2 separate regions of the Rattus norvegicus genome follow, and region 1 is linked to region 2. The links are chromatin contacts, called in public Hi-C maps. All regions are on one chromosome and are shown on one strand. Each heading gives the region's core, a stretch centred on a gene start, on an enhancer-like site or on the middle of the called end of the contact. The rest is flanking DNA. Distances are from core to core; before and after follow the strand shown.

Region 1 (4,484 bases), core at 1,622-4,121, 75 kb after region 2:
ATGTCGGGAATGGGAGCTGGAAGTTAATTCAGTTGTGAGCTTAAGCAATCACCATGGCTAACACAAATTAGCACCTAAAATACGAAGATGTTTTGCTAAAGAATCTCTCTGTAGAGAGGCCCCCCATACCCACAGCTGACTTTCCCCAGTTCTAGCAACCCACAGTCAGCCGTGGACGTTTTCGGATAGAGGAGTATGTTTTATAAGCTCTCATTACAGTGCAATTGTTCTGGTTGATCACTAATTATGGTTAGCCCCTTACTGTGCCCAATTTATAAATGAAACTTTATTATATCTATGCATGTATAAGCCTCTATATATGAATATATATGGATATGTGGATATGGATATGGATATGTATGTGTGTGTGTGTGTGTGTGTGTGTGGTGTCTGCCTTCAAGTACACACCAGGCCTCTTGGTATATATCCTCCACAGATAAAGGAAAGACCATTGTAAGCAACCTCACACTTATGAAAACCTTGTAACTTAGTTGCCCCGTTCCCATGCATAGGTGCTGAGACGTCATGGGAGACCCTACAGTTAGATAAGGGATGGAAAGGTGCATAAGACTCAACGCAGCAAAAGCCCACAAGATCCAGTGTCTGCAAACATCAGTTAAGAGAAGCAAAGAAAAACAGAAATTGCTTAGCTGGGGATGGAGCTCAGTAGTAGAGCACTAGACTAGAACAGATGAGGCCTAGGTTCAATCTCCGGGGCTGTAAACAAAATAACAAATGGACGTTCAAGCACCGCCTCCCGCTCAAAAGGGCAAATGCGTAGTGGCCCAGGCTCAAGGCTTCAAGGCCAACCTGCACTACAAATTCAAGAAAATCTCAAAACCGATTGGCTGGGTGTGGTAGTGCACACCTTTAATCCCAGCACTGGGAGGCAGATGGCAGATGGATCTGGCTTCAAGGCTGGTCTCATCTACACTGTGAGACCCTGTCTCAGAACAAAACCACCCAAACCCAACGAAAATTCCTAGTGAGGAGCAACAGTAAAAAGCTACAACCGCGCGGGAGTAAAGGTAGGTGCATGCGAGGTTGGGAACGAGGGTGTAAAAGACTTAAGTTTTTTTGGTGAGCATGACTACTAGATGAAAAAACTGGGGGTGGTACCTGGAGGTTCCCTCCAAAAACATTACTGTATCAGCAACAGGGTGCGTTCCCATCCGACTCTTGGCAAATTTTATTTAGGGTGTTCTGATGAACAGAAGTATTGTTTGTGAAAGTCTGAGCACGTTTTTATGATGCTGAAAAGTGTGCAGAAAAAGGAAAATCAGAGGCAGACTGGCTTACTAGTTCCAGGCCAGACTGAGACAGTTCCAGGCCAGTCAGGGTTACATTGGGAGATTTTACTTCAAAATAATACTGCTCCTGCCTGCCTCCTCCCTAAGAAACTAGTGGGAATACAGAGGTGAATCTGGGAAATCCTCAGCAAGGAACATGAATATAATCCATTTATACACACATTTATGTTTATTTTACCGTCAAAAGACAAAATGGAAGTGCATTAAGCTTTTCGTTATATATCTACACATTAAACCCTATATAAACTAGCGGGTTAGAATTTAAACACCATCTTCTGCGGTGGGCATTTTAAGAGATTATAAATAGCAATAAAAATAGAGTGATCGGAACGCTGGTGCTCAAGGCTAGCGCCTCTGGATTCTGGCAGTCCCTCCTCTGCAGGACCCCGGGTTGTCACCTCCACCAATGACCGAGCCGGAGCAGCGGCCCAGGGGAGGGCTAAGATCTGCTGGAACGCGCCCTGTCAACTTTGTAGTCCAGTCACCTACGTCGGTTGGTAGCGGCCGCTGTGGCTTTAAATGGCCGGGGGATTTCGAATCGGGGAAGGCGGGAGGTCAGGCCGTGGGGCGCCCCCGTCTCGGGGAGCCCCCGCTCGCCGCGTCCCTGAGCCGGAGCGCGGCCGCGCGGCTTTGTCTCCAGCGTCGCGCCCTGCACTTCCCCGTGCGCAGCCTGTAACCCGAGCTCCCATTTCCTGGTGGATTCTCTTAAAGCGGCCGCGGTCGCCGCGCAGAACAAAGGCCATTGTCTCGCTTCCTCCTGCGGCGCCGCGTCCTTCCCGGAAAGCCCCTTCCTAGACCGCCGTCCCCGGGCTGCAACTGCTCCTCGGGGAGCGCACAGAAAAGCCCCTACTGTGCTTGGCCCAGGTCCTCGGGAGGCGCAGCCAGGGATGGCGGGAGAGAGATAAACCAGGCTTGCTGGTCCCGGGGCCACGCTGCAAGGTTCCCCAAAGGCGTCCTTCGCCTCGGGGCGGGCCACTGGGCATCCCGAGCCCCTCCCCCGCACGCCTTTTGATTTCTCCGCGGCCCGCGGTAACCCGAGCTTTTATTTCCTGGTGGCTCCTTTAAGAGGCAGAGCCGGGTGCTGGGAATTCACGTCAGTTTCTGCCCTGAAACTCTCAAGATCAATGAGCAGAGAGCTTTCTCAGTTCTGCCTTTCAGTTTCTCTCTTCCAGGAAGGAAAACATTCGAGAGAGAGAGAGAGAGAAATAGAGAGAGAGAAGGAGGGAGGGAGGGAGCGAGCGAGCTAGCGAGCGAGCGCCGCGGGAGGGCGGACGGGGGCGGGCGCGCCGGCCGCGGGTGGGAGGAGACACGCGAGGCCGGCCGGCTGCGCCCGGGTCGCCGCGCCGCGACCCGCACACCCCACGCCGTGCTCGCCGGCTCCCACGCCCCCGCACCTCGCGCCCGATCCGCGCGTTCCGAAGACCCCCCTCCCCCTCGGGCGGCCGCCGCCGGCGATGCTGCAAGAAACTTCTTAAATGACCGCGTCCCGCTGCCCCGCCGAGCGTTTCTGGGTTGGGGAGAGGAAAGGAAAGTGGAAAAAAACTGAGAACTTCCTGATCCCTTTCGCTGTGAGACATGTCTGAGACTCCTGCTCAGTGTAGCATTAAGGTAACGATCGGATTCTCTTCCTTCCCCCTTGGGCGATCGGAACCCCCTTGCCCCGGGGCTGCTGGTGCAGTTGCTAGGCTCGCGGGGGAAATTATTTGGGGCGCGAGGGAAAGAAGATGCAGCTCGCGGCAGCGGCTGTACCCTTTAGTGTAACCTTGCTACACCCCTCTCCCGCCGAGCTCCTCCTGGGTTCCTGGGCCCCCCACCCCACTCCCTTGCTTTTTTGACAATGTAATGCGGCTCTCAGTTGGTAGGAGGAACCCGGCTTGTCTTCAGATCTGTAGAGCACCTCCGTAATTAGTGCGCTTAAAAATAAGAACGGAGAAAGAAAAACCCCTTCTCCTTATTCCTACGCCTACCAGGAGATTGAATTGTAACTTTTGTTCCCGAGGGGTGGTCTCCCTAGGGAAAAAGTTCTAGGGGCCCCCGCTTGGAATGGTGTTTCTCTCCTCTCTCCTCTCTCCTCTCCCCCTCCCCCCCCAATCACAAGAATTTTATTTTACCCTCTTTTCTGATTGTGATTGCAAGTGCTAAGACAATCTTGGTGTCAGCTTTTCCTGGGCATTGCACAATGAAAAAAAAATTAAACCAAGGTGAATAAAGTTGCTGAATCGTTGTTTTACTCTAGTGCATATGAAAGTTGAGCAATCTGAAAGTAGAAAACTCCTGTGATGCAGGGTGGAAAAGAAGCGGCTAGGCAAAATGACCTTCTCTGACAGTCCGAGCTGGTGTTGAAAAGCTGCCATCTCTGGGCTCCCTGGCCTGTTCAGGAGGGATATTTGCAAAGCCTTCGCCTTCCAGGTAGTCCCGTATGGCATGCATGCACACACGGTCTATCTACATAGGCTTTAGTGCTGTAGTTCATTGCTTTTAAAAAGTTGTTGTGAAGTTTGCCACCATTGGGAGGCAGAATGATTTGTCTGTCTCCCCAGTTTTTTTTTTCCCCGTGCTGCATTTATTTCAAGGTTCTGTCAGTTACCAGGAGGCAAGTTTTCTGCTCTCTGTGCAAGGCTGAAGTTTCTCAAGTTTTCTGAGGGTTTGGCCTATGTGTCTCTTGCCTGGATGTTGCGGAAACAATGGGCAACTAGCCTGTTTTCTCTGCTCTGGGAAGGTAACAGCGTTTCATCCAGGATCTATGGGAGGGAAAGGTATTTTGTCACCGGCTTGCTAGTTTTTCATCATTAGAATCAGACCTTAGTGTTTCTTATCAGGAATGATGGTCATGGGTTTGAAGTAAGGAGGGTGGGGACCTAGAAGGTGCATTGGTGTCTGTTTTGTGCCTTGCAGAAGAGCAGAGGAACTTTTTGGCCTTTTGTGTTTGTGAGTATCTGGGGTAGGCTTTGGAGCCGTGAGTGCCTCAGTAAAGAATTTAGGATGCCGAGATACTTTTTCCTTTGCACTGGAAATTAGATTCTTCATCGAGTTCAGGAAAAAAAAATGTCGTCGTATAGATAATCTAATTTACTTCACACTTCATAACAAAAACAGAGGTAACTAAATAATAGGGTATTAGGTCAGTAAATTGTGTTTGGCTCGATGGCAGTAAACCTGACAGCAGAAAAATCT
Region 2 (4,787 bases), core at 1,633-4,132:
GAGAGCAGGACCTGCCCCTAGCCTAGGCAGCATAGTAAAACTGGTCCTGATGGTGTGGGTGTGTTGAACTGGCCCCAAGGGTATGAGAGTAGGAAAGCTGTTTCTACCCCTTGCTGACTGCAGAATTGGATGAGCTAGCCAGAACAGTGCTGGATGACTCCGTGTGACGTAGCGTGGGAAAGCCTCCTAGGCTCAGATCCAGGGCTTTGAACTGGCCCACCCCAACCTCTACCCCCTTGATGAACTGCTGGACCATGTGAAGGGAACAGTCCTAGAGATCCAAAATTACAGGACCTCCAGGACACAGAACAACAGCAGGGATATGCAAGAGAAGTCCCTGTGAGGTTCCAATACTGATGGCGTAACAGAAGCCAGAGGTCTTGAACCAGACTAATGAGGGGCAGTTATCTGCTGTGTGTGCTAAGAATCAAACTGAGGTACACTGAAAGAATAGCAAACGTTCTTACCAATTGAGCCATCTCTCTAGCCCCCTCCCAATTTCTTACCGTCTGAAATGCTAGGCTTTCTCAGTCCCATGCTTTAGTATGTCTTCTGTCCCTAAGAACGCAAGACCCCATAACATCACACAAGATACATTACTCTATGAGTTGGAGCCCTCGTGGAAGTATGTTGAATTTTACCAGGTTCCGCACGGACTTGTTCTATGAGATGTTACATCCTGAGAATGCCATAAAGAAGAGGGGCATGGCTAGCCAGACTGGGTTACAGCCCAGAGGACTCCAAGTATATGATCCCGGCTGTGAGGACCATCATCAACAGAGTAACAAGAACGAGACTAGAAAGAAGAATTGGGGTCCAAGAGATGACCAGAGTGACAAGGGAGCTGAGTGGGTTGGTGGACTCGTTGATCAAACTGAAAGAAGAAAAAGAACCAAGAAACAGAGGGTCAAAGAGGGAACCCAGCTGCTGACTTAATACTGTGCCTTCTGCCCTTCTCACAGTTGAGCACAGACTGAGCAAAGGATATGCCCTTAGTTTTCAGAGTCAAGAAGGCTAGGCCTGGAGTTCCTGAGGATGAGGTTTTCGGGGAACACTAGACAATTATTTTATGTATAATTATATTATGTGCATAAGTGTTCATCTGTGTGTGTGTGTGTGTGTGTGTGTGTGTGTGTGTGTGTGTGTGTGTGTGTGTGTGTCCGATGCCTGCAGAGGAAGGAAGATGGTACCACATACTCTGCAAGTGAAGTTACAAGTAGTTGTGAGCCAGCGTGTAGGTGCTGAGACTCAAACCCAGGTCCACTGCAAGAGCAACAAGTGCTCTCCACCATGGAGCCACCTCTCCCGATAGATAGATAGATAGATAGATAGATAGATAGATAGATAGATAGATAGATAGATAGATAGATAGATAGGTCGGTGGGTGGGTGGGTGGGTGGGTGGGTGGGTGGGTGGATGGATGGATAGACAGGTAGACAGATAGACAGACAGACAAATAGATAGGATAGATGGATGGATGGATGGATAGATGGATGGATGGATGGATGGATGGATGGATGGATGGATGGATGGATGGATGGATGGATGGATGGATGGATGGATGGATGGATGGATGGATGGACAGGTAGATAGACAGACAGACAGACAGACAGACAGACAGACAAATAGATAGGATAGATGGGTGGGTGGGTGGATGGATGGATGGATGGATGGACAGAAGGATAGACAGATGGACAGATAGACATAATAGATGGATACATACACACATGCATACATACATACACATATACACATACATACATACATACATACATACATACATACATACCTATTTTTTCTTTGATTGTAATGAATAGGAATATCTCTACTAAAATCATTTGTTTGGGAGCTGGAACAGTGCTTAGCAGTTAAGACTGCACGCTGCTCCTGCAGACAACTGAATTCCATTTCCTGCACTCAAGTCAGGTTCTTGAGTCTCCATCTCCAGGAGATATGACAGCCTCCTCTGGCCCTCATGAGTGTCTTCACTAACATGTACATACCCACAGAGACACACAGACATGTGTAATATTTTCAAACAGAATAAGTCTTTTAAGTTGCCTTTTGAGCTGCAGTTTCCTAAGAGATGGTCCTGCTGTATAACCCAGGCTGGCCTCAAACTTGCAATCCACCCGCTTCAACCACTTTAGTGCTTGCGCTCGCCCAACAAGAGATTGGAAATATCTCTAGAAGGGTGTTTACTCTCCCATCAATTAGTTTTGTCTCCTTAAATCCAAAACGACTTTTGATGTGACAGTGCTCAGTGGGAGACAGTTCTCTCCAAAGTTATATATACCAGCGTATGTTTATATCCAACCAAGTAGTATATATTTGGTTTTTCTTTTCTACATAAAACATTGACAATGACTGGGGAGCTCTTGGCTTGAAGGGGGAGAAAATGAGGCCTGCACTGAGTCAGCAGTGGACTTCAGGTGACTGGTCCATCTCCTCCTGTGACTAAACCATCCTGGGGTGTATTTGACCTACTTGGAGACTTGATGATGCAGAGCAAATGAACCATCTAATGCCTAATTCCGTGTGTCCCAGCTCCCATGCAGCCTTTTAAAGCACCCCAATTGATCATGAGAGGGTCTTAACTCCTCCCCACCTCCATGACACTGTTGCCTTTCAGAAGTAAGAGAGGGTTCATAATTGGTTGGGAGTGCCTGCTGCAAAGGAACTCTGACTCTCTCCTGTCTGCATTAGGCAATCCAGGCACAAACCTCCACTGTCCTGGCAAGAAATTCTAACTCCCACCAGAATGGAGAGAAGCCAAAGAAAGTCAAAACTTTCTTCAAACAGAAGCTCATTAGGAAAACGCTATGGGAGGGAGAGGAATGGAGTGACTGCCCTGGCCAAAAGGGCAGTGACTCAGTGTGAAACAACTGCTCCTGCTAGAAGAGTTGGGTTAGAGCCCCAGGGACTTGGGTGGAGATGAAGAGAGCTGTACTTAGGAGAACACAGGGACACATGTACCGAAACACTACACTGTGCCCTATGAAGATAATGTGGTTATTATGTGCGATTATCAGGAATTAATTTAAAAATCGTTAAATGTTTAAGATGCGAACGTTAGCAACTCTGATCTGGCCATTCTGCCTTATATACAGAAACATGAACAATTAAAATAAGAACAAGTCTGTAATCTAAAATTCACATGTGAAAACGAAAGAGAAAAAAAAAATTCGTGGTCCAGCAAGCAAAAATAGAACTCCTTCCAACTTCCCCTTAGAAACTCTCGGTCTCTGAAAAGCATGGCAAAGAAAATGGCCAGTAGGTGGCAGCAGGAGATAACGGAACCAAAGGCATACGCCACTCTCACCGTTGTGGGTGGGATTTCATTTAGTCAGTAAGGAATGCTAGTGGAAGGAAGGTCATCCAGTTGGTTTGTGTATTTCCAGCCTCTTGAGCAGGGCCTGACACATGGTGGATATATTTGCTGATTGATTGAATGAATCAATGAACGGAGAACTAACTCATCTAAGCTAAAATACATCATCATTTGAAACGATGACGTTCTTTTTGTATCCTATCAGTAAATGGCCATTTTATTTAGTTTTTGGTCGAAAATGCTAGATTATTTATGTGTTCATACAAGTATATATTGTATGTGAGCATACCCCCATGCCTCCCATCCTCTTTTCCTAACCCTTCTTCCCTTTGTTAGTGCCCCTTGCTCCCTGTGCAGTTTCACTTACATATCATACACATGTGATTTTTATTTTTAAACAGTGTCTCACATTGTAGCCCTGGCTGTCCTGGAACTCACAATATAGACCAGGCTGGCCTTGAACTCACAGAGATCTGTCTCCCTCTGCCTCTCAAGTGTTGGGATTAAAGTTATGCACCACCACATCCAAATAAATGATGTTTTATCCATGGGGCTATACAAAATCTAGGAAGTACAAGTGAGAAGATGTGATATTTGTTTTTCTGGAATTGATCTAATTTACTCCGCGTAGTCATCTCTCCTTGCATCCATTTTGTTCTAAACAACATAACTTCATTCCTTTCCATGGTTGAAAAAAACAAAACAAAACAAAAACAAAAAAACTCCACTTTAGTGACGAGAAAGATAGCTCAGAAGTTAAGAACATTTGTCACTCGTCCAGAGACTCTAGGTTCCATTTCCAATACCCACTACAGCTCCAGGGACCCGATATTTTCATGTGGTCTTAGGTTAAAGGCACCCACACGCATATGTGCACACATCTGTGCAGGCACTAACAAGCAAATATATATTTCTTATATAAATTATATGCATAATTATTTATAAATATATATCCTATTTCTTTATCCATTCTTCTGTTGATGCATCCTAGATTGGTTCTGGAACTCAGCTACTGTGAGCAGTGCTTCAATAAGCATTTGTGGGCAGGTGATTCTGTGATGTATTGACATGGAGTTCTTCAGGTGAATATCAGGAGTGAGTGGTGTAGCTGGGTCATACCAAGTCTAATTTTAGTTTTTTGAGAAACTGCCGTACTGACTTCCACAGTGACAAGGCTAATTACAATTTCACCAGCAGTGTCTAGATGCATCCTTTACAGAGCTGAGATTAATAATACCAGAACCAAACACATACAACAAAAGAAAATCATAGACTAACCTCCCTAATGAACATAAATAGATTTTGTTTTAATAAAATACTTGCAAGCCAAATTGGAGCTGGCCTCAAGAAGATCATTCACCATGATCAAGTTGGCTTTAGTCCAAAACAGCAGAGGTTGATCTAGTATGCATTCCCACCAGCAGGGTGTGAGGGCTTTCTCTTCTCAACATCCTCG

What was found. Hi-C and Micro-C count contacts between places; a contact is called where the count stands out from the background.
Region 1: a contact with region 2 is called in a Hi-C map of Schwann cells, with 8 times the contacts expected there. The contact joins the promoter of Etv6 here to the enhancer-like site in region 2. A contact is called at or near these places in 4 of 12 Hi-C or Micro-C datasets (the A7r5 cell line, Schwann cells, liver and 1 more) and 1 of 1 datasets of contacts at active chromatin or transcription factors (oligodendrocytes).

The regions. Positions count from the first base shown.
Region 1 is chr4:168,577,534-168,582,017 of GRCr8, forward strand. It overlaps Etv6 (ETS variant transcription factor 6), which reads left to right and starts at 2,872. Exons shown (of 8, transcript NM_001037353.1): 1 at 2,872-2,918. The coding sequence starts at 2,886.
Region 2 is chr4:168,502,734-168,507,520 of GRCr8, forward strand. No RefSeq gene overlaps it. Among named protein-coding and RNA genes, the nearest start is that of Etv6, 75 kb to the right of the region's middle. Within about 2 kb of position 2,883, at least 12 of the 93 cell types and tissues checked have an H3K27ac peak or open chromatin away from gene starts, as enhancers often do. A contact at or near this core is called in the A7r5 cell line and Schwann cells, where this site is marked.